Linked DNA regions of Mus musculus: regions 1, 2, 3, 5 and 6 are each linked to region 4. The links are chromatin contacts, called in public HiChIP or PLAC-seq, Micro-C and promoter capture Hi-C maps. All regions are on one chromosome and are shown on one strand. Each heading gives the region's core, a stretch centred on a gene start, on an enhancer-like site or on the middle of the called end of the contact. The rest is flanking DNA. Distances are from core to core; before and after follow the strand shown. Region 1 holds the start of Trub1 (TruB pseudouridine (psi) synthase family member 1). Region 2 holds the start of Afap1l2 (actin filament associated protein 1-like 2). Region 3 overlaps Ablim1 (actin-binding LIM protein 1). Region 4 holds the start of Gfra1 (glial cell line derived neurotrophic factor family receptor alpha 1). Region 5 holds the start of Emx2 (empty spiracles homeobox 2). Region 6 holds the start of Adrb1 (adrenergic receptor, beta 1).

What was found. Promoter capture Hi-C pulls out the DNA fragments that hold promoters and counts their contacts. A called contact is a pair of places that touch in the nucleus more often than the background predicts. HiChIP or PLAC-seq counts read pairs in DNA pulled down with a chosen protein or histone mark.
Region 1: a contact with region 4 is called in an H3K27ac HiChIP or PLAC-seq map of large pre-B cells, with 2.0 times the contacts expected there. The contact joins the promoter of Trub1 here to the promoter of Gfra1 in region 4. A contact is called at or near these places in 4 of 39 promoter capture datasets (cranial neural crest, embryonic stem cells, hippocampal neurons and 1 more), 2 of 115 datasets of contacts at active chromatin or transcription factors (astrocytes and large pre-B cells) and 1 of 9 other capture datasets (embryonic stem cells).
Region 2: an H3K4me3 HiChIP or PLAC-seq map of embryonic forebrain shows a contact between it and region 4, with 2.6 times the contacts expected there. The contact joins the promoter of Afap1l2 here to the promoter of Gfra1 in region 4. A contact is called at or near these places in 1 of 39 promoter capture datasets (embryonic stem cells) and 1 of 115 datasets of contacts at active chromatin or transcription factors (embryonic forebrain).
Region 3: a promoter capture Hi-C map of embryonic stem cells shows a contact between it and region 4, with 2.6 times the contacts expected there. The contact joins the enhancer-like site here to the promoter of Gfra1 in region 4. A contact is called at or near these places in 3 of 39 promoter capture datasets (embryonic stem cells, hippocampal neurons and pre-B cells) and 2 of 115 datasets of contacts at active chromatin or transcription factors (astrocytes and large pre-B cells).
Region 5: a Micro-C map of embryonic stem cells shows a contact between it and region 4, with 4 times the contacts expected there. The contact joins the promoter of Emx2 here to the promoter of Gfra1 in region 4. A contact is called at or near these places in 1 of 39 promoter capture datasets (embryonic stem cells), 5 of 484 Hi-C or Micro-C datasets (all in embryonic stem cells) and 1 of 115 datasets of contacts at active chromatin or transcription factors (bone marrow-derived macrophages).
Region 6: a contact with region 4 is called in a Micro-C map of embryonic stem cells, with 6 times the contacts expected there. The contact joins the promoter of Adrb1 here to the promoter of Gfra1 in region 4. A contact is called at or near these places in 2 of 484 Hi-C or Micro-C datasets (both in embryonic stem cells) and 1 of 115 datasets of contacts at active chromatin or transcription factors (pancreatic cancer cells).

Annotation. Positions count from the first base shown.
Region 1 is chr19:57,451,617-57,455,142 of GRCm38.p6, reverse strand. Trub1 (TruB pseudouridine (psi) synthase family member 1) reads right to left here and starts at 2,237. Exons shown (of 8, transcript NM_028115.3): 1 at 1,947-2,237. The coding sequence starts at 2,196.
Region 2 is chr19:57,007,264-57,010,956 of GRCm38.p6, reverse strand. Afap1l2 (actin filament associated protein 1-like 2) reads left to right here and starts at 2,382. Exons shown (of 19, transcript NM_001177797.1): 1 at 2,382-2,806. The coding sequence starts at 2,791.
Region 3 is chr19:57,140,368-57,143,911 of GRCm38.p6, reverse strand. All of the region lies in intron 4 of Ablim1 (actin-binding LIM protein 1), which reads left to right. Among named protein-coding and RNA genes, the nearest start is that of Ablim1, 74 kb to the left of the region's middle. Within about 2 kb of position 1,986, at least 12 of the 459 cell types and tissues checked have an H3K27ac peak or open chromatin away from gene starts, as enhancers often do. A contact at or near this core is called in embryonic stem cells, where this site is marked.
Region 4 is chr19:58,453,361-58,457,117 of GRCm38.p6, reverse strand. It overlaps Gfra1 (glial cell line derived neurotrophic factor family receptor alpha 1), which reads left to right and starts at 1,720. Exons shown (of 11, transcript NM_010279.3): 1 at 1,720-1,920; 2 at 2,524-2,809; 3 at 3,661-3,757. The coding sequence starts at 2,770. Gm41876 (a long non-coding RNA gene) reads right to left here and starts at 969. Exons shown (of 3, transcript XR_877966.1): 1 at 907-969.
Region 5 is chr19:59,456,713-59,460,603 of GRCm38.p6, reverse strand. It overlaps Emx2 (empty spiracles homeobox 2), which reads right to left and starts at 1,914. Exons shown (of 3, transcript NM_010132.2): 1 at 980-1,914. The coding sequence starts at 1,388. It also overlaps Emx2os.
Region 6 is chr19:56,720,422-56,723,952 of GRCm38.p6, reverse strand. Adrb1 (adrenergic receptor, beta 1) reads right to left here and starts at 1,836. Exons shown (of 1, transcript NM_007419.3): 1 at 1-1,836. The coding sequence starts at 1,581. The coding sequence ends at 181.

The sequences.
Region 1 (3,526 bases), core at 988-3,487, 1.0 Mb after region 4:
ACAAAAAGCCAGTTTACTAACAAATCAGGACAAACGAAAGCAACATATCTGTGAAAGAAAAAAACAACAAACAAACAAATACCCCATCACAATGATTCCTTTTGATGCAAGTCCTCAGTTCAATGTCCCCTAAAATCCGATGCGCTAGTGTCATTAACGCTGTAATAAAATACCCTCAAAAGGTAACTCACGAGAGTCTATTTTAGCTCAGAATTCCAGCTTACTCTCTACCACATCCACAGTCAGGATGAGATGAGAACGAAGGCTCACACACTTGTGTCCAGCTCCAGTTCTCACACAGTTCAAATGCCCTGTCTAGGGGAGGGTGCCACCCACAGCAGGCCGCGTCTTCCTCTCTCAATGAGCTTAATTAAAACAATCCCTCACAGACATGGCCACAAGCCAACCCAATATAGATGTTCCCTATCCCTTACTGAAACTGGGAATTCTAGATGATATTGGGGTGGCAATCAAAGTTAGCCACCACACTTAACGATGAGCACAAATGAGCAAGTATAACACCATTGTTTAGCATCCGGAAGAATGTGTGTATCTGTTCAATAAACATTTAAATTAGCAAAGTTTTTATCAGAATAGTTTGGCTCCTGGCTAAAAGAGAAAATTTAAATCAGAATGGAGGTGCCCATCTGTAAGTCTCACATTCAGGAGCTCAGGCAGGAGGATCACTGAGTTGAGCTCAAGGCAAACCTATCTCAAAACAAACAAACAAAACTAGATTAAGTCTTCCAGGTGACACTGAGCACTGTGAGAGGTTTCTCTGTACCTGTAACAAGACAAGCTAAGCTGAAGCTCTGGAGAATCTGGAACTGCAGAGATCACAAGACTGTAAGCCGACTTAAGGGAAGAGGCGGCCACTGTTCATCCTATGTCCCTATAGGATTCCACAGATGCAGCTTAACATGAGAATCCAGTAAAAGAAAGGCTCCGTGGGGACTGTTCACAGGGTAAAGTGCTCGCCAAGCAATAGTGAGGACCAGAGCTTGGATCTCCAGCACCCCTATAAACACGAGGGTGACACTGAATGCTACCCTGATTCCTAGCCAGTTGTCCCTAAAACAAGCTGAGTAGGCAGACTTGCCTAATTGGCAGGATCTAGGTTCAAGTGAGGTACTCTGGCTCAATACACAAGATGGAAAGCCATGTCTGAAGATGGCCAACATCACCTCTCACCTACAAACACACACTCACACTGCATACACATTCACACGCAAAACAAAACTAAAGGGTTTTGGCTTTTTAATGCTCCTGTTATAAATGATCAAGAGGAAGAATGGTTAGAAAAATGGCCATCTTCTATTTTAATGTTCCTCAAAAAATACTACATTAAAAAAAGAAGAAGAAAGAAAGCACAATCTGAAGCAATAGAGCACAATTTCCAAAATAATCCCAGATCTTCAGACTTTCAGGGTCTGCAAGTGTGGGGATCAGGAACCTGCATTTGTATAGAAGACGAATCACCGTGCCCACTAAAAGGTGAAAGTGGTGTCCTTTCTAAATCCTAGCTAACTCAGCCTATGTGCTTTTCAAATAAACTTTTAAGTTTGCAACTTAGGGGTAGAGAGCCTGCATTTCCTCTGGTGGTACTCATTCGCAAGAGTTAAACAAAAACCCTGGGAGGGATCAAACTACAGAAAACTGGGCTGCAGCCACCAGGGTGAAAACCTGTATATGCAGACTGGTCCCCCAACTCTACACGTACTTCCCGTGAGAAGCTCAAAGGGCCACTGTTGAAAGAGTGTGCACTTGGGTAAGTCCAAGCCTAAGATGCCCTGGGTTTTCGTCCAGAGTTAATTCGGTGGTCACTCTTTCTATCTTGAGCCACAGACGCACAAAGTAAGTCAGTAAGTAAAAGAAGAAAGACTAGAGATAAAAATCCCAGTGTGGTGGAGAACTCCTCAGCCTGGTCCCTACCCGGGCGGCAGTACCTGCCAGCAGCTTCTCCTTCAGCCGGTTCAGCAGCTCGGCTGAAGTGGGCCCTTTGGGCTTGTGCACGGCGAACACGCCGCTCAGCGACATGAGCTTAGCAGCCAGGGCGGCCTTGGAGGCCGGGGCTTGCGATTCAGTCCTGGCCGCTTCCGCCACCGATGCTGCTACAGAGGCCTCGGCTGTTCCTGAAGTGTCAGGAGCTGTGTCCACAATCAGAGGTGAAACCACCTCTGCCTCTGCAGCTGCCATGCTTTCACGGCCTGGGCCAAGAGGCGAGCAGAGATGACACCGATGTGTTGCAAGGCCTTCTGGGAATTGTAGTCCATAGGCTCGGTATAGGCCAATGGCTTGCTCTGGCATCTCGGAGTTCTGCTGGAACCTTTAATATCTCTGTTACCAAATGCTCTTAGTCGTGAAGAGGTACATTGGAGTTGCCGCTGTAAACTATCCAACGCAAACACCTAATTTGTGTATTTGAGGTAGAGTCACTTCCTTTCTGTACCGCCCCCCCATAACCTGCATGTGTGTGTGTGTGTGTGTGTGTGTGTATGAATTTTGAATTTTTGACTGCAGTTTTTGACAGTTCTAAAAAAAATGTTAATGTTCTTTTGGAGTTTCTATTCCTTTATAGGAATCAAAAACTATATATGGTTGATCCATTCGTGGTGGTGCATGAAGGGCTCTCTAACAGGCATGGCAAACATGGCACCAACAGGCTTTACTCTTCTTCCCCTTTTCCTTCTCCCCTGCTAAACTGTAGGTTACATTCCTAAAGCTAGCCCCAAGGTCCATTCAGTTATTTGGCCACTGTCTCATTCCTGAGACAAAACATCAAGGACCAACAATCAAAATTCATTGTTTGACTAATGTGTCCGATCAGGATTTACCAACTCACTCTAGCATAAATTCCCCCTAGCCCCCTACAGTGAATGCCTTTAATCCCAGCATTTAGAAGTCAGAGGCAGGTGGATTTCTGTGAGTTCCGGGCCACCCAGGGTAACATACTGAGACCTTATCTCAACAAACAAACAAGTAAAACCCAAAACAACAAAAACGCCTATGGTTTAAATTAATATTTAAACTCTTTGCAGACCTCGCATTAGGCTGTCCCTCTAAGAGAGGAAAAAAAAATCCTTTTACTTCTTCCCCAAATGCATTAAATGGAAGTGTGGTTATTATGGGATAGCCACTTTGTCTTCTTTGTTTCCCCACATTGCCTTACAGCCATTCTTTCTCATAGTGCTCTGCCAGGCTAACATTCTTCCCTAATGATGCCTCATTGCCTAATGATCCCAGTCAGGGGATGCCAGTTACACGTCTACCATTCACGCAACAAATGTATGTCAGAGGAATCATTACAGATAGAGTATTCTGGGCATTAGAAAAATCAAGCTCTAATTTCCTAAAGTAGCCAACATCTTACACATTGGACAAGCCTTTAACTCACAGGTCATTTTATTTAATATTATATTTCAGACTGACTAAGACAGTCTGCCATCTCTCCTTCCCTCTCCCCCACCCCCACCATATCTCTTTTCTGCTACCCTCTAATCTATGTTCTCTGTTCTCTAACTGTGTG
Region 2 (3,693 bases), core at 1,133-3,632, 1.4 Mb after region 4:
TTACATGAGACTCTGTCTCAAATGCAAGACAAGACATCTTTGTTGCTAATAATTAGTTTAGGACTTACAATAACACTCCCTTACTTGTGATTTTATTTTTAACAGTTTTATTAAACTCTCTGCAATCTGAAGATATTGGATAGAAAATTCCAGAAATATGTAATTCACAGGTTCAAACAATCTTGCCATTCTGAGTAGCTCGATGAATTCCTGTGATCAGACTCTGTCCCGCTCAGGCCCTGTATTGTCCTCTCTCTTCACCATGTCCGTGGAGTATAAGCTTTTCTCTGTGGCTGGCTTGGTTAGCACACTAAATATCAATGGTGTTTGATATAGGATTCAGCACTGTTCTTGGTTCCAGGTGTCTGACAGAAACTCAGTGCCTTTCCTTTGTGAAAGTTACAAAGTTGCCAAGGGCAGAGAGGTTCAACAACACCCAGGAGACCACAGGGAGGGCTGGCTGCCTGGAGTTCCTCTTGGTAGTTCTGCCATTTCAGTTTTGTTCTGGAAAAGGGTTGTGAATTGCAGGTTTAGATCGACTTGAACTGCATTTTTAATATTTTGTATGTCTGGAGAGGATTCAGGGAAGCTATAACCAGTTTGGAGACAAGGAAGGGTTAATGAACTTGGCAAGACACGGACGAGAGCCTTGCTGGCCTAGAAGGGGGTGCCATGCTTTCTTGAAGGGCAGAAACAGGTGTCAGAGGATTTGGGGGAACAGCACTGCCCAGTTAATGTCACAGGAAAGCCTGAGGTAAAGGCTGTGAGGGAAGTAGGATTTGGAGTCAGGAAACCTGGGCTCTGCCTGGTTTGTGTCCTGACTCTGTAAAATTACACAAGTCTCACTTCTTTGTGTGCTCGTTTGTAGAGTGGAGACCCTTTAACCCTAGGGGTGTCAGCCAGGGCCAAGCTTTCTTCAGCCTTCAGTGTGAAGGTTAGCTCGGAAGCCCTGCTGAGTGGGGCCTGACCTGCTCACTCAGCTTCAGCAGGCAGGGCAGGAGTCTGGCCAAAAGTGACCAGTGACCACAGACTTGAGGCTTCTTTTCCAATACTGAGCATTTCAAAGAAAACCCAGGGCTCCACTGAGAGTAGTCTGGAACCACCACAGAACGGAGGGTGTGTGCCCTGCTGGGCCATTTGCAAGAGGAAGAAAGGGGTAGGAATGAGAACACTAAGGCAGAAACACAGCTGCTCGACTGTTTGAGGGCTACTGTACAGGAGGCCAGCGGAATACCTCTTCCTACCCTGATTCTCTTGGGAGATGCCCATTCTTGCTGCCAACTGTGTGTGTGTGTGTGTGTGTGTGTGTGTGTGTGTGTGTGTGTGTGTACTTGCATGTGTGTTCATGTGCATGTGGCATGTGGAGGTCTCTGACCTACACACATAAGACTTGGAAGTAGGCATCCCTAGGGCTCCTCCCATGTGACTTTGTCCACCCCCTTCCCCCTAAACTTGTTTATACTACAGGAGACAGACAGCGACCTGCTACCTCAGGGTGAATGGGCAAACTGAAAGGCTGGGGTTTTGCAGCCCTGAGCGAGGCTCCTGGCTGGCTAGGAGGGCTCTGTTCACGTGAGCTGCTGCTCTAACTAGGAAAAGTGTTTGTGCAGATCGCTGGGCGGAAGATCTGCAGAGATCAAAGCTGACTCTGCTGCTCCAAGGAAGCATGAAGGGGGCTCTCGGAAAACAACAAACCTTCCCTAAGTGTATATTCCGGGCCTTTGTCGAGAGTCCAAGCATGGTTTAAAAAGTGAAATCCGAAAGTTTAAAAGAAAACGTAGCCGGGCGTGGCGGCGCACGCCTTTAATCGCAGCACTTGGGAGGCAGAGGCAGGCGGATTTCTGAGTTCGAGGCCAGCCTGGTCTACAAAGTGAGTTCCAGGACAACCAGGGCTATACAGAGAAACCCTGTCTCGAAAAACCAAAAACAAACAAACAAAACAAACAAAAACCCCATAATCTTTGGAGAGGATTTAGGAATTTGGAAGGATTGGAGGGAATCAAAAGAAAAGGATTAAATGTGTTCCGAGGTGAAAATAACCTCGGACAGGTGCCATCTTTTCTTGAAGACCAGGCTTGCTGAGGAGGCTCCAGACACTGTAATCCTCCTCAGGAAAGCCTAGGCTAAGACGCCCATAAAATCTGGGCTCAGGCAGCAGGCTACAAGGAGGTCATTTCCTGTGCTCTAAAGTGTGCACGATGTACAGGTGCCAGGCAAGGTGGACTGAAAGCCGGCCCCCAGCGGCTTCTAAATTCAAGGAGCTAATCCAGGAGGGCCCAGGATGTGGGCGCACTGGCTTGATGGATCAAGCAGGAGGCGCTCTAGGTCCGTCTCCACCTCCCCGCTGGCCCTCAGTCTCCTCCTCCCGGCATTGGGTTCGCAGTCTCAACACTGGAGAAAACAGATCTTGGTGGAGACCTACGGGAGCTCGCTGTTCCCGGAGTCTTCCCCGGGCTTTGAGGACGTCCCAGGCTCTTTCTTTCGCGCCGCCGCCCTCGGGCCAACTTGGAGGAAGTGATCTGCGTTCGGGACGGGGAGCCCAGTGCGGGGTGCGTGAGGACCAGAGCGCTGATTGTCCTGACCGGCTGTGGAGATCCCTGGCGGGGTCCAGGGCGGCTCGGGTGGAGTCAGGATCGGAGGGCTAGGGGCGCGGCGGCCACTCCGGGAGGTCGGGCGGCGAGCGTGACTTCACTGGGAGGGGCCAGCGCTCAGCGGGGGCGCGGAGCCCAGCGCGGAGTCCAGCGCGGAGAACTCAGCGCGGAGCCGATAGCAGCGCACACCGTGCCCGGGATGGAGCGCTACAAAGGTGAGGGCGCAGGGCGCACCTACTTGCTCCGGGTATCCCGGACTCAGGTGTCCAGAACGGACAGTCTACGCCCAAGGGACCGCAGCCCTAGAGAGGGCGACCGAGGAGTCACGAACAGGGCGGTGGGCTTCTGGGCGTAGAATGCCGTCCGTGCTATTTGATACTCCTGGGCCCCTGGGGCAGAGGTCTCTGCTTGGAGGTCAAAGTGAGGCTTCTCACCTGTTGGAGAACCGAGGGTGTGTCCTGAGCCATCCCGTCACCCCCAGTTTCAGTTTGCCTTGGGGAAAAGATGTCTACAGTCGAGGGGGGCCCTAGTAAGGTCTCAACAGTAAGGGGCTGCTGGGGGCAAAGGGGCGAGTTGTAGGGCTCTTTCTATGGATGCTGCCTTGTTGAGGGGCTTCTTGCAGATTCCCGGAAAAGTCTTGTCCGGTAGCAGAAAAAACTCCTAATGTGGTGGGGTGGCGTGCTATTCTGTTCTTGACAAGGTCCGTCTCTCTACCACTTTGTAACCTGCCTCGCCATGCCCTTTGCGGATCCTGCACCCCAAAGCTGCGTGGGGGGGGTGTGAGTTAGGAGCCCAGTGGACTGCCCAGCAGGTGGAGCGCCCGTAGGCGTCCTGGCAGCTGAGCGAGCTTGGATTTGGCTCTGGCCAGGGATCTTGGCCAAACCATGGTGGGAGGGCCGGTCCGGATATGCCCGAAGGGTTTTGGAGCCCCAGGGCTGGAATCCAGAAACCTCAGATAGTAGGTCCTTTGAAAAGGGGGTTCAAGGTGCTGCCCCTGAGGCAGATGCGTCGGTGCGCCCCTACATGCCTCCCTCTGGGAAAAGGGTCTTGTACTCGCTCTTTTTAGGGGTTGTCTAAGTTAAGCCTGCAAGGGGAAATTCTG
Region 3 (3,544 bases), core at 737-3,236, 1.3 Mb after region 4:
GGAGAGGGAGAGAGCTGGTTCTTGCCAAGGAAGCCTGCCTCTGAGAAGCTGGTGTGGAAATCAAGTGTGATTTCCTTCTTGGCAAAAGCCCAGGTATCTGCCCGGCCACAGCCGGTTATGGCCTTTTACCAGGTTGAAGTCTGCAATGGAATCAGGTAGACCTTCTGAGTCTGATGATGATTCCACTGGAGGAAGTTCATGCAGAATAAAACTTACCATTCTGAAGTAAACATTTTGGTGGCTTTGATACATCTGTAAGCTGCACGACTGCCTCTCGGAATATTCTCAACTCCCTAAAAGAAAACTTTGTTTCCATAAGTAGCTGTTTCTCATCTTGCTCGCTCTCTAGCCTGTCAGCCCCTGATCTGCTGCTCTCTTCGTGGATCTGCGTGGCCTGGATGACTCCTCTAACTCCGATCTCGGTCTTTGGTTTCTGGCTTCTTCATTTGATGCCGTGCTTGCCAGATTCATCCAGGCTGTAGCATTTATCTGTATTTCATTTCTTTTCACGGTTAGATAGTATTCCATGATGGAGCTCAATCATGTTCTGAACGTCCATTTGTCTGTTAATTGACTGTTTGTCATTTCTGGTTTTAGTTATTCTAAACGTGTACGTACAAATATTTGAAATTTTTTCTTTTACATCTTGGTATATGGACTATTCCAAGTCTACAAAGACCTGGCTGCCAACTTTAAAGTTTCTCCAGGAAATTACCTTCCCCTGGTATTCTTTTTTTTTTTAAAGATTTATTTATTATTATATGTAAGTACACTGTAGCTGTCTTCAGACACACCAGAAGAGGGAGTCAGATCTCGTTAGGGATGGTTGTGAGCCACCACGTGGTTGCTGGGATTTGAACTCAGGACCTTCGGAAGAGCAGTCAGGTGCTCTTACCTGCTGAGCCATCTCACCAGCCCCTTCCCCTGGTATTCTTAATAAGTCCTGCATGACCCAGGCATCGTTGAATATTCTCAGGTGATAGCAAGTAGTGGAGTTCCCTTGGAGTGGCCTTTGTCCATCTCTCGATTACTCCCTCTCTGAGTTTTTGGTCCTTCTGTTTTTTTTTTCCACCCAGAGCAGAAACCCTTGTTGGTAGCTTGAACAAAATAATTTTTGTAGCTCTTGCTTAGATTTCTTTAGTTATAAGCATCATGCTGTACAGTATTAGCCATAGGATTCCTGCTTGAGAAAATCTGTGTATGTGTGTGAGGGGAGTACATATTCATGTCTGTGAGGACATGTACGGGGGGGGGGGGGTGCATGTTCATGTGTGTGAGGACAAGCATGTGTGGGGGTGCATGTACACGTGTATGAAGACATGTGCATGCATGTTGGAGGGTGCCTGTTCATGGGTGTGAGAACGGTCGTGTGTGTGTGTGTGTGTGTGTGTGTGCATACATGTAGAGCCATAAATCAGCCTTTGGTGTTACCCCTCAGGATAATGCACCTTGGCTTTTGAGGTAGAATCTCTTACTGGGTAGGATGTAACAAGGGGACTTTTCTGACCACTGAACTTGGGGCATCTACTTCTGTGTGCCTCCCTAGTACTTGGGTCCTTAGCTACTAAGGCATCCCCCAATGGATTCCTAAACGAATGGAGAGGGAAGGACTCTGGGTCTTGTGACTACTAAGAACCACACCCAAGAGCAGTTAAAGGGGAGAGTCACCTTGAGAATCGGCGGCGTGTTCCTTGTGGCAGGCTGTGAACCCTGGCTTAAGGGATTTGACTTGGAAGCTTGACAGGCACACTTGGTACCCATTTATGAGAACTCCAACCAAAGAAAGTACAACTCTGTAAGCATCTGTCATGGGAAGAAAGATGGGCTGGCATGCCTCTGCCAGTTCCATCTTTGAGGACTTAGCTGGTGGCGGCTGCCAGGGCTGCCCTCGGCTGCCCTGAGAAAGCTGACAGAGTGCTGCTGTCATGGGTCACAGAAGTGGGTTTGCTGCGCTGTATTGTTTTCCAAAGACAACAAGAAGCTCCACTTAAAATAGCCAGTCAGAGGCTGCTCGGGCTTGTGCTGTTTACAACATGGCGATCAAGAGAGAGCAGAGGGAACAGCTGACCTCAGCAGGGGCCAATTACGGAAGATCTTGTTCAAGGTTACATACTTGGGCAGCATATAAGCTTTTCAAAATCATCCTGGGTCATTTTTAGCTTCTGGGATTAAATGATTAATAGCACTGAGACCCCTTTTTTTTATAGAGAGGGGGTACACAGAACCTACATGGACAATATGTTTCCCTTATCCAGTTATGAATCTTCTGATATCATGGTGCTTTTCTGTCTTATGGCAGCGATGTCTATAAGTTTAAAACTACTTAAGCAAGAAGACCCAAGTTCAGCTTCCAGCACCCGTACTGGGCAGCACACAACCATTTATAATTCCAGCTCCAGGGGATCTGACACCCTCTGACCTCTGTGGGCACCTGCATACACACACACACACACACACACACACACACACACACACACACACACAGAGGTGGGTGGAGAGGGAGAGGGAGAGGGAAAGGGAGAGAGAGAGAAAGAGGCTGTAGAAATAACCCTGTACAGTGCTTAGCCTAACAAATGTGTAGCTTTGCGTTTCGTGTAGTGCCCTGTCTTTATTTGTTCCATTTTGTATGTGTCTGAGACTGGGCCTTGCTCTGTGGCCCAGGCTGTCCTGGAACTCTGGGATTCCCAGGTAAATCTTCCAGCTTGTACCTCTCCAGCTGTGGATTACAGGCAGCACCACCATGCCTGACTCTTCCTTTGCTTATGTTGACCCTGTACCCATGGCATTTGCTAAGACATTCTAAAAGGAAACTGTGGACTCACCGGTTTAAATAAGCAACATGGACTGGGACCAGCCCTTAATTGTTAGCTCACAGGTGTCTAATTTAGGACCTGGCAGTATCCTGTAGCCTGGATGAAAATGAAGGTCAGCTTCCAAGAATAATCCAGCAATGCCCACTTGACAAATGATGGTAGAGACTTTTTTGGTCAAGGAAGTATTTTCAAATACCTTAAGGATGTTGAAACTCTGGACCAGCTTTCACACTCACAGAGACACACACACACACACACACACAGACACAGACACACAGACAGACACACACACAGACACACAGACAGACAGACAGACACACACACACACACACACACACACACACAAGGAAAATCTGGATCATTTTAATCTGTGGGTCTCCAAGTAAGGACCTATGTTAGTTTGTTGTACTGCTGTGATAAACACTCAGATAAAAGCCATCTGAGGCGAGAAGGTTTGCTGCACCTTCCAGACTAGACGCCATGTTCAGGGAAGCGAGAACAGGAGCCTGGAGGCTGGAACTGAAGCAGAGACCATGGCCGGGTACTGCCTAGTGGCTGGCTCTCCATGGCTTGCCCAGTCTGTTCTCTTATACACCCTAGGCCCACCCATGCAAGGATGGCACTGCCCACAGTAGGCCAGGCCCTTCCACATCCATCACTAACCAGAGAAATGTCCCACAGGCTTGCCCACAAGCCCACCCGAGGGAGGCATTTTCTCAGCAGACGCTCCC
Region 4 (3,757 bases), core at 471-2,970:
ATGGAAATCTGCTTCTGTACGCAGAGACACTGATTGGAAGACTCAATTCCATCTCCCACAGTAGTTCCACCCTGTAGACTTCTGACTATCGCTAGAGAAAGAACTTAAGTAGCCCTTGGATCGAACCATCTGTCGCAAAAAAAATGTGACATATGCTTTCTTTGTTTACTCAACGACGGAGTGTAAACTGATACACTGAACTGGAAATCTGTGTAAGTCTGGTGTGATTGAATGTGACACCGGGGGAGGGGTTCCTGGCGAAGGCTTCAGACACTTCATACCTGCCCCTGAGGAACACGTGCAAGGCAAAGGAGGAGCTAGCACTGGCGGGATGTCCCCTGGGTTCAGGTTGCTCACAGAGGCACAGACTCTTTGAGGACTCCAAACAATGCTACAGCCGCCACAGCTGAAGGGCACGCCTGGCTGATGTGTACTTGAATGGAGGGCTACCCATCCCTCCTCCTCTTCTCCCGGCCCTTACGCCTTAAACTAAAGCCTTTGCCCTTTTCAATTAACACTCTGGATCAAAAAAAGAGCGTCTCTTTTTTTGTTCTCCTTGGCGGCCCATTGTCTGTGGTGATGGGTTTGCAGATTTGACAGCTGGGCTCATAGATTCGATTCAAACTCTGTTTTCCTGAGAGATGATGAACTTGGACATAGAAAAGATCTCTGACACAAGCCCCAAGCAGCGAGCTGGTCGGTCAAACACTACTACGGACATACTCTAGACAGATCTCTGGACCCCTAAAGGACAGCGGGTGTCACGGAGAGCGGGGTTCAGCAGCATCGCTGGAGCGATCCTTGAAGTTGGGGTGAAGGGCTGTGGATGTGTTCTGTTTATAAAATGTTTTTGAAAAAAAATTTACTCTTGAAACAGTAAAGATGGAAATCATCTTATAAAATTACCTAAAGCTGGGTCTGATCAGACTTCAGTGCAGTGGGCTGGGGTGGACTTTGCTTTGTCTCGCTGTCATACCAGGAGGAGAGAGGTGCATGAGCTCGCACAAGCATTTTATCAATGGGTGGGTGCATCCCGGATCGCCGCTCAGGGCTTAGGTCTGAGTGAGTCTGAATCTTGCCAAGTCTTGAGTCACAGCCGCGAATGACGTGGAGAAAAAAAAACAACTTTGTGTTCAAAAGGGTCTGGATGGGTTGCTGTGTTGCACTAAAGAAAGAGCCCTTGTGCACTGAAGGGGGTGGGGGTGCGCAGTCTCCGCGACGGCGGCGGCGTAGCGCTGCGGGTCCTGAGCCTGCTTGCCTGTTGGCCTTGGGTCCCACCGCCAGCCAGCCTGTAAGTCTGCTGTGGCGGACGGAGGAACTGCGCTTCACAGAAGAGCCGGCCCTGCGCTGCCCGGAGGCAGGAGCAGAAGCAGCCTGAGGGGCCTTTAGCCAAAACCAATCTGGGCATGCTATCCTCCCACCGCTTCCAATAACCGCTGACATCCCTACCGGGCATCGAGCCGGGGCGGGGAGGTCTGCTCGGAAATCGTCCTGGCCAACTCTGTCCTCCGAGCTGTAGCAGATTGTGGCATCGTTTTTTTACCTAGCACAGAGAAAGTGAGGCCGGAAAGAGAAAGAGGAGGCGGGGACACCCCAAAGAATAAATAAACAAACACTGGCTACTCGCTGCAGCTGGACACCGGTCAATTGGGTTCAGGTTCGTGGCATTTAGAGTTTTCTCATTCCACTTGAGAACCCATCGCCACCTCCCCTCCAGCCATCCCTTTCCATTTTGCTGGCGTCCTCCAACTTTGGGGCCAGGGGGGCGCTAGTGGTGCGGGGCTGCACCTGCTGGGGTGTGCAGATGCTGTGGACTAGCTCGCTCTCACGGGGCAGTGGTGTGGATGCACAGGAGTTCGGGCGCTAGGCAAGTGCGTGTGAAGCACTGAAGTCTAGGAAGGAGCCCAGGATGAGCGGCAGGTAGGAGTAGGGGCGGAGAAGCCAGGTTTCAGTACCAGGCGGGATGCGGGATGTCAGTTTCCTCTTGCCGGACTGCCTGGGAAGAGAGGCTCGTCCAGGGGAGGGGATGACGGTGACTGGGGTAGCGATCGGTGGCCGGGGACAGAAGAGCTAGAACGCTAGTGATCGAGCCAGCAAGTGAGTGGTCGGGCGAGAGCCAGGGAGGGCGGCCAACTTCCCGGAGCCGGAGCAGGGTCTTGGTCCAGCGGGGTTGGCTAAGAAGCCTTCGCCACCGAGGCTCCGACTCCGGGCAGCGCCAGCTAGCTTCCGGCGCTTGCTCTGAAAGTAATGGTTATTTATTTGCTTGCGTTCAGCCTCTTGGGTTGTGCGCGATATCCTCCAGCTTTGAACGTTGGGAGCCCTAGCGGACCTTACCAGCTCCAGAACCCGGGTTCCGGAGCTTCCTCGTGCCCGTAATAGATGAATTCGCACCTCCTGCTCTCGGACCCGAGTGGGGGTAGCGTTGAGAAGTCCCCCGAGGCGGGAGCGGGGGAGGGGAGAGGGGCGGGAGCTGGAGGCTTCAGCACTCTGGGCTCTCATTTCAAAGCGCGCTCTTCCTTCCAGGTTGGGTCGGAACTGAACCCCTAAAAGCGGGTCCGCCTCCCGCCCTCGCGCCCGCTCGGAGCTGAGTCCCTGGCGGCGGTGGGCGGCAGAGCAACGGGGAGTCTGCTCTCACCCTGGATGGAGCTTAACTTTGAGTGGCCAGAGGAGCGCAGTCGCCCGGGGATCTCTGCACGCTGAGCTCTCTCCGCGAGATCCGGTGGCGGCTTTGGATTTTGGGGGGGCGGGGACCAGCTGCGCGGCGGCACCATGTTCCTAGCCACTCTGTACTTCGTGCTGCCACTCCTGGGTAAGTCGAGACCGCTGCTGGCTTTCTCATCCAGAGTCTTTCATTGGGGGGTCCCTTGCGGCAGCCACTCCAGAATTGCGGGTGGGTGCCTTGAGTGTGGGTGGAAGAAGTTTCGCTAGGGGGTGAAGAGGTTCAAGAATCTCTGGGATTGGGAAGCAGTGCTGGCGCGTCTTTGAGCGGTTGATTTTATTTTGCCGTGTTTAAAGGGGGTGAGAAACAAAACAAAACAAAAACTAATAACCCAGCCTGGTGGAAAATTGAGGGGTCGTAGGCTTCCATCCCAGGGCGTTACTCCCCTTTGGAAGTCGGAGCTCCCTGAGACGCTCCGGCAGGTGGAGTGTGGTCAAATACCGCTGGGGTCGGAAGAGAGCAAACTTGGAATGGAAAACTTTTAAGGGAAAAACGTCTCTGCGCACCCGCGGGGCAGACTGTGGCACTCGTCTGCCTTTCGTTCAGAGCGCTAAGGGTGCCAAGCACCCAGCCTCGCTGTTCAGCTCAGTGCCCTTTTGCCCGCTGCTGGCCAGGAGACACTGCAGCCTCGGGTGCCTGGGGAGGCGGGGCAGCCAGCGGGTCAGGAGTGCTTGCTTCTGCTTTGGGACGCTGGGGCTGCGCGGGATCCCCGGCAAATCCCGCTAAGGCAGCCAGTGGAACCTTCCTTGTTGAGCCGGGGAGGGGCGTGATGGCAGTATTCCCGGGGTGAGAAAATTCCAGAAGAGGGGTGGACCAGCTTCCTACCTAATCTGCCCCTTCAGAATGATGGTGGAGGTCTATCATGCCCTGCCCTCCCGGGACCTGGAATCAGGGTACCCACTAGTCTGCTGCGTTCAAACGTTCTTCTGTTCACCCTGTAGATTTGCTGATGTCGGCCGAGGTGAGTGGTGGGGACCGCCTGGACTGTGTGAAAGCCAGTGATCAGTGCCTGAAGGAACAGAGCTGCAGCACCAAGTA
Region 5 (3,891 bases), core at 665-3,164, 1.0 Mb before region 4:
AATGCGAAGTGTTATTGAATGGAAAAGCCCGTCGTTATCGATCGCGCCCGGCGGAGGTAGGTCTTTTATGGACTGCAGTCGGCAAACTAATTCGAACCCTTTTCCTAAAGTTTTAACTTTCTTACCAACCCCAACCCAGAAGCATACAAAATTACTAAATCGGGGAAAAAAATGAAGATATCCAAACAGATCTTCCCTTGTCGGGCCTTCTCTCGACTGGATTTTCTCTTTTCTTTTCTTAAATTTCTTTCTTAATTTCTTTCTTTCTTTCTTTCTCTCAGGAAGAACAAAAACAAAAACAAAAATCAGCAACCAAAGACCAAACGGAACCCGACTTCCCGCCACGTCCAGCGGGTGCCCGGGTTAAACAGGTCGCTGAGAGAACTAGTGGAGCTGTGGAGGTTTCTATTCGCTCTCTTCCCGCCCCTCCCTGGGCCTCCAGAGCAGGAGGAAGGAAACAGTTTGCTCTGAGGTTTCCAAGGTCTCCTTGTCTCCTTAAAGGGGTTGAAGACCTAGAAGTTGCGGGTCTGGGCTGGGGGGACATAGAGTGAGTGTAGAGCAGAGTTGAAGTCCAGTGAACCTGGCCATGTGGCCCTGTCCGAGTCCCTGAGTGATAGACCGGCCGGGAACACGGTCCAGGGAAACAGGATTCAAAGACCTCGCGGGCTCAGAGCTTCTTGACAGCGGGCTTCGTCGCCCAGCATCGTGTCCCAGCCAGCCCGACCCCGGCCCGAACCACGGGACACCTCGTTTGCACCCTTTTACAAAGGGTCAAGGAGTGGGCAAGCCAGTAACCCAAACGAGCTTCAGAGACTGGGGACCAAAGCCTCTCGGGCCCCTAGCTGCCCAGTTTCAGAACCAAGAACCCGGGCTGACCTCCGCCCGTCCAGGCCTCGAGGAGCGCCCACCCGGAGCAGGCCGGGCGCAATGAAGGAGGCGACCGGAGCGGCGTGCTTCAGTTCCGCGACGTGGCACGTACCTTGGAAGCGATGACCCAGATATCGGTAGCGGTGGATGAGCCAGGGGTAGAAGGTGGACGGGTCCCGCTGCTGCGAGGCGAAGAGGGGGTGTGGCGAATGCGAGGAGGGCAGGGGGTGGGCGGCCAGGGCGTGCGGCGGCGGCACCGGGTGCACCGGCACGGCGGGGTTGGGCGGGTGCGAGACCGCCTCGGCGAACACCAAGTCCGGGTTGGAGTAGACGCCCCTGCCGGCGGCGGCGGCGGCGGCGGCCGAGTGGAAGCCGTTGAGGAACGGATTTATGGGACTGGAATTGGCGTAGCTGAGTGCCGCGGGACGGATGGGATCCTCGGAGCGCGAGGCAGGCAGGGGACTGTCCTTGGCCACCAGCGACTCGATGGTGAAGCAGCGCTTGGGCGCCGGCTGAAACATGCTGCGCCGAGGAGCGGGCGCGCTGGGCTCCCTGCTCCCGGCGACCGCGGCGCGCTGCCTCCGCCGCCCGCTGCCCGCGGCGAGGACCGAGGAGAATGGGGGACTCGTTTGTTTGGGGTGGGGGTGGGGGTAAGGAAAGGAAGGAAGGAAGAAAGGAAAGGAAAAAGGAAAGGAGGGGGAGGGGGAGGAGAGGCAAAGCCGAAGATCCCGAGAATCTTGCACCAAACGCGCCCAACCTGGAGAGAGGGGGGAAAATCCTTCCAGAAGAATTTGCAGGCGTGGATTGGGGTAATATTTTTTTGAGCGAGGTGGCGTGGGGGGGGGGGAGATTGGAGTTAGAGGCAGGGAGGGGGTTTTCGGGGAGGCAAAAAAAAAGTTTTCTCTCCTTTGCAAAAGGCGGGCAGGGCGCCCTAAGTCCAAGGACAATCCATGGAAGTGTTCGCTTCTTCACTAGTAGTGCAAACGATTTGTTAGTTCATGAGCCTAATTAGTGCGGGGATCACATAAACAGCTTCCTCCGAAGCCTGGTAAATGGCTTGATGATTGGTCGCTATTACTCGCCCTGAGGTGGAAGGGGGGAGACTCTTTAAAGTGCGTCAGAGGGAGGCGAACGCCTGGGAACCCGGAGGCCTGGATCCGGGCCCAGAATGGAACGGAGTCGGCGCTACTGCCCCGGCTGTGCCTCCAGCCGCCCGCCCGGCCGCCGACCTCTTGGTGTCTTCGCCCTGCGCTCCGGGCTAGCTCCCTCGCTCCTGCGGCGCCCGCTGCGGCTTCTCTCCTCCTCCTTCGCCTCCTCCGCTTCCCTCTTCTCCTCCTCTTCCTCGTTCCTCTCCTCCTCCTCTTCCTCCTCCTCCTCTTTCCCCCTCCTCCTCCCCCTCAGCCACCGCCTCCTACTGCACCCACACCACTCCCACCGGGGCACCCGGGTCCCTGCAGAGTCTCGGGGCTGCGCTGCCTTTGCTGCGGACCCCTGGATCCTAAGCCTGCGGCGCTGGAGCTGATGGGACTGAATCACGGACGGACACGCAGATTTCTTCACACCCTAAGCTCCGCTGCGGTTGTCCCCTGGAGGCCCGCGCCCGGGTCACTGAGATGGCTTCGGGCGCCCGGCGAGGGTAAGCGGGCGGGGACTGGTTCCGGGCAAGGGCTAACCCGCTTCACTCCTACCAATCCCCACCCCCAGCAAAACTCCCGAGGTTTCCTAGGCGCTCGAGGGGGGGGGTCCTCCCACCCCTCCAACCAAGCGTAGCTTCGAGGTTCCAGGGTCCACGCGTTTGCAGTCTTTGACCCGGCTGGTTCGTTTTTTTAAGTTCAAACCTGAGGGGCCAGCTGCGCCTGTACCGTGGCAGTGGACTTCCAGCTTGCACCCAAGAGTTTCTGCTTATCCTTTCTGGAGGGTGGTCACTTCTGTCCCCAAAACAGCTCTTTCTGGGAAATGTGGGGTTATTTGGGAAAGGAGTCTTGGGTCCTAGGTCAGAAGCTGAAGTTATGACTGTGTTATCGTTCCATTGTCCTTAGTGGCGTTGACACTGTTCCCATTATTGCTATTATTACTGTACCTATTTTTATTCTGACATCTGTTGTCCCAGGGCTGGGTTGCTCTACAAATCCAGGTTTCGCAACCTGGCACTTAGGATTGTGTCTCCGGTCCTAGGCCCTGTCCGCATTTTCGAGCTTGCCTTCGGTTTTGGGATGATTTTAGGGCCGACTTCTCTCGTCCCCATTGGCTCACGCTGAGGCATAATTATGATCACATCCCCCCAGCCTGCTGGCGCTGCTCTCTGTTTATTGGTGGTTAAAGATCTATTATCTATTCATCAGCCGCCTCCCCCCCCCCACACACACACCCTTTGCCAATTACATTCTTCTAAAGTGAAGTACCAGCAGGTATTTTACAATTAATGATAATTTTTTTCTGGCGTCCTTTAAATCTGTTACTCCCAGGTCGAAGCCATTTATCCTAAGAGGGATAAAATATCTGTGCTTGGTGGCTAGGTTGCCTGAGACCCGGGAGAAGCAGATCTGGAGAAGACAGACGTGAAGTCCTCTAGAGGGACTATGAAAGCCACCTGATTCCACCAAGGGTCTGGGTCTTAGGACGCTCCAGGTAGTCCCGGCAATAATAATAATAAGGAGAGGTCTCCTGTTTGGTTTCTTGGGGTTTTTTTTTTGTTTTGATTTTTTTGTTGTTGTTTTGTTTTTCCTCTACTGCTGTTCAGGTTGTGTGCGTTTCTTGTATAGCGTTCATGTGAGAAGGCAGAAGCTCAAGGGAGCCCCTAGGTAGAATGGGAGTTGAGAAAAGTGTTTCCACCTCAGCTTTGCTCTCCTCGTGGTATAAATCTGCCCTTGCCTTAGACTTCAGATCATTTCACCTTCTATTCTAGATGGCCTTCTTTCTTTGTCCCTTTTTGGGGGCAAGTTCAGAGATTATGGGCATTAGATTCAGCCCTATAAAAAAGGGTATGCATTTGAGGCCACATTCTCCTCATTCCTGAACCAGACC
Region 6 (3,531 bases), core at 587-3,086, 1.7 Mb after region 4:
GATAGATCTGTGGGCTTTGCATTCACCTGCTTTCGGTCTTGAGTAAACAGAGATCTCCTCTCTCCCCTGGGGAGCGGCTCAGGGGCGCCCAGGCGGGCTCTCTTCCTCTAGGGATGCAGAGCCCGTGTCCAGCCCGGGACTATGGGGAGCGGCGTCCGTGCGCCCAGAGAGCCTGGCTCTCTACACCTTGGACTCCGAGGAGAAGCCCTGGCGCCCCGGCTCGTCCAGGCTCGAATCGCTGTCCACAGTGGTTGTCCCGCCGTTGCAGCCGGTCCAGGGCTCCAGCAGGCGCGCCGGTGGGGTGGTCCCGGCGTCGTCGTCGTCGTCGTCCGAGGGAGCTCCGGGGGACGGCGGCGGCCCAGCTCTCGCCAGGCAGCCGGAGGCGCGCGGCCGGTCCCCGTGGGCTGCGCGGCGTCTGCAGGCGGCCCGGCGCGCGCAGCAGAGCAGGCGCTGGAAAGCCTTGCGGAAGTCGGGGCTGCGGCAGTAGATGATGGGGTTGAAGGCCGAGTTGGCGTAGCCCAGCCAGTTGAAGAAGACGAAGAGGCGATCCGGCACCAGGTCGCGGTGGAAAGCCTTCACCACGTTGGCCAGGAAGAAGGGCAGCCAGCAGAGCGTGAACACACCCATGATGATGCCCAGTGTCTTGAGCGCCTTCTGCTCGCGCAGAGCCACGAGGCGCGACGGCCGCCGCTTGCTGGAGCGCCCGTTGGCCAGCGAGTCTGCGGGGCGCGGTGGCCCAGGTGACGGCGAGGGCTCAGGCGAGGGCGGCCGGGCTGGGCCGCCGAGGAAGCGGCGCTCGCAGCTGTCGATCTTCTTTACCTGTTTTTGGGCCTCGCGGAACACCCGCAGGTACACGAAGGCCATGATGCACAGGGGCACGTAGAAGGAGACGACGGACGAGGCGATGGCGTAGGCCCTGTTGGTGACGAAATCGCAGCACTTGGGGTCGTTGTAGCAGCGGCGCGCTTCGTCGCTCTCGGCCCGCCACCAGTGCATGAGGATGGGCAGGAAGGACACCAACGCCGAGATGGCCCACACTGTGCACACGAGGGCCCGCGCTCGCGCGCGCGTCAGCAAACTCTGGTAGCGAAAGGGCGACGTGATGGCGAGGTAGCGGTCCAGGGCGATGACACACAGGGTCTCAATGCTGGCCGTCACACACAGCACATCTACCGAAGTCCAGAGCTCGCAGAAGAAGGAGCCGTACTCCCAGCGGCCCCACACCACGATGGTGGCCCCGAAAGGCACCACCAGCAATCCCATGACCAGATCAGCGCTGGCCAGGGACATGATGAAGAGGTTGGTGAGCGTCTGCAGCCGCGGGGTCTTGGCGATGGCCACGATCACCAGCACGTTACCCACCACGATGAGCAGAACGATGAGCGCCAGCAGTAGGCCCATACCCGCGGTCCACTGCTGCGACAGCGGCGCTGAGCCCTCGCTGGCTGGAGGCAGCAGCGAGGCGGGAGGCGACGCGAGCACCAGCAGCCGCGCCGCGGTGGCCGCACCGTCGGGCAGCGGCGCGGCGGACGACAGGTTGCAGGGTTCGGAGGCGCCCAGGGCGAGCGCCCCCGCGCCCATGCCGAGCTGCGGAGGCCGGGGGCGGGGGGTGTGGCGGGGCTGGGCCGCGCCTGGGGAGCACCCCAGGAGCCGGGGCTGCGGGGCCCGCGCGGGGAGGTCGCGGCCAGGTCAGGGCAGCCGCGGCTCGGGGCCGGAGGCATGGACGCCGGGCGCCTTCTCCTCCGTAGCCGAGCGCTGTCTCCGCCGCCGCCGCCGCCGCTGCTGCTGGAGCCGCTGTCGCTGCTGGAAGAGCCGCCGGGACCTCAGCATGTTTCTGAGCGCGCGGGGCCGGCGGCTCCAACACCCAGCACCTCCCCCCCCCCCTTCGCTGCCACCCCCCCAGCCAGCCCCCGGGGCCGCGCGTCAGGCTCCCGCAGCCAATCGCCGCCAAGGCACGCCCCCGACAATGGTGCCCCCACCCCCAACACCCAGCACCCCCTCCTACCCGCGATTGAAAGGCTCCAAAGATTGCGGGCGGACTACGCAGCCAGCACCCACGGGCTGCAGCGAGCGCGCCCTTTCCTGCTCAGGCTTCTTCCAGAGTCTAGTCTGCGGCGCCCCCTGCGGCGCCCCGCCGCCTCCTGTGCCCCCCGCCAACCAGTAGTCTCCGTTAACCTTAGCACCCAGCTCTCCTTTTGCCGCTCCCGCAAGAGCGCCCTTATTTCCCTTCGGCACCCCGTAGTTCCCTCGCCTCTAGTGCCCGGTTCCTGGTAGCTATAAGAGAACCTTACAGGCGTCTCGGAGACGCAGGAGTGCCTTGGACAGCCTATCTGCTGGGATTGGAGGAATTTAGCTGTGAGACTGGGGTTCTGCCATCAGGCAGCCTGGCTCTTCCCTGATCGCGAGGGGACCTGGCCAGCATGACAGCTTGGGGGAATAGGAAGTGGGTGTTAGTGATTAGAGGAAACTTTGCAGCCAGGCGGGTTGCTGGAGCAGGGTACGCATCTGTCAGAAAGGCTCTCTGGGCGCTGTTCTCGCGCGGAGCTGTGCTCTCTCCTTCAAGTGCAGTAGATGGGGAAAGGAAGGGAAGGTTTGTGGATGTAACTGCCAACACCGAGGACCAGTCGGATACACACACAGGCCCCAGTCCCAGCTAAAGAAAAGGATGAAAGAGTTCTGAATATAAAGGAGAAGTTTAGGGCAACATTCAGTCCAGGGTAAATGACGTCGCCCCACCCCCACGCCCCTCGTGGAAAGAACACGGAGAATGACGCTTCAGACTTTTTGACTCCAGTACCAACACCTTAACATCCGCATCTGTGCTCCGTTACCCATGGGATTTTGCAATCTGAGCTGAGCCAACACAAGGTGCTATCCCTTTTGGGTTGACGTCATGAACTGGGATTTCAGATTTCTTGGGAGGGTGGCTAGATTCTCAAAACTGTGGGATTAGCTTTGGGAAGATGAGGGAAGAAAATATATACATACTCAAGGCGATTAAATCTGAAAGCATTTAAAGTCATACCACATTTCCTCGCTTCACATTGTCGAGAGAATCCGAAACTAGAGTCTTTGGCTTCATTCCTGATGCGAACAGAGGATGGGACCTCGGGCTGAGGTCCTCTGATCTACCCCTGGGAATGCCTCTACCTCAGGCCGTAAAAAGGAAATCTGTAATTAAGTTCTTGAGAAGCGAACAGTTCCCAATTGTCTCAGAAGGGAAGGGTGCACGGTAGTGTTATATAATGTTATGTAATGCTCCCGAGTCCTTCTTGCATTGGAATAAAAAGATTAGCATCTGGGAGGAACATCAACATGTGGCCAAGCTGGTACTCTCACCTTGCCAAAAGACACAGGCTCACAGCTGTCCATCCACAGCCGTACTCTTCATAAAGTCAAACCCGTGGATGTGCCCTAGGATCAGGCTTGACCACTGAGAGTGTTACCACGGGGGAGTGATCTGTTTATTCACCCCTGCCCTGGACTTACCAAGTTCTGCCAAGTTGGGGAGTTTTGAGAATCAGGGAACAG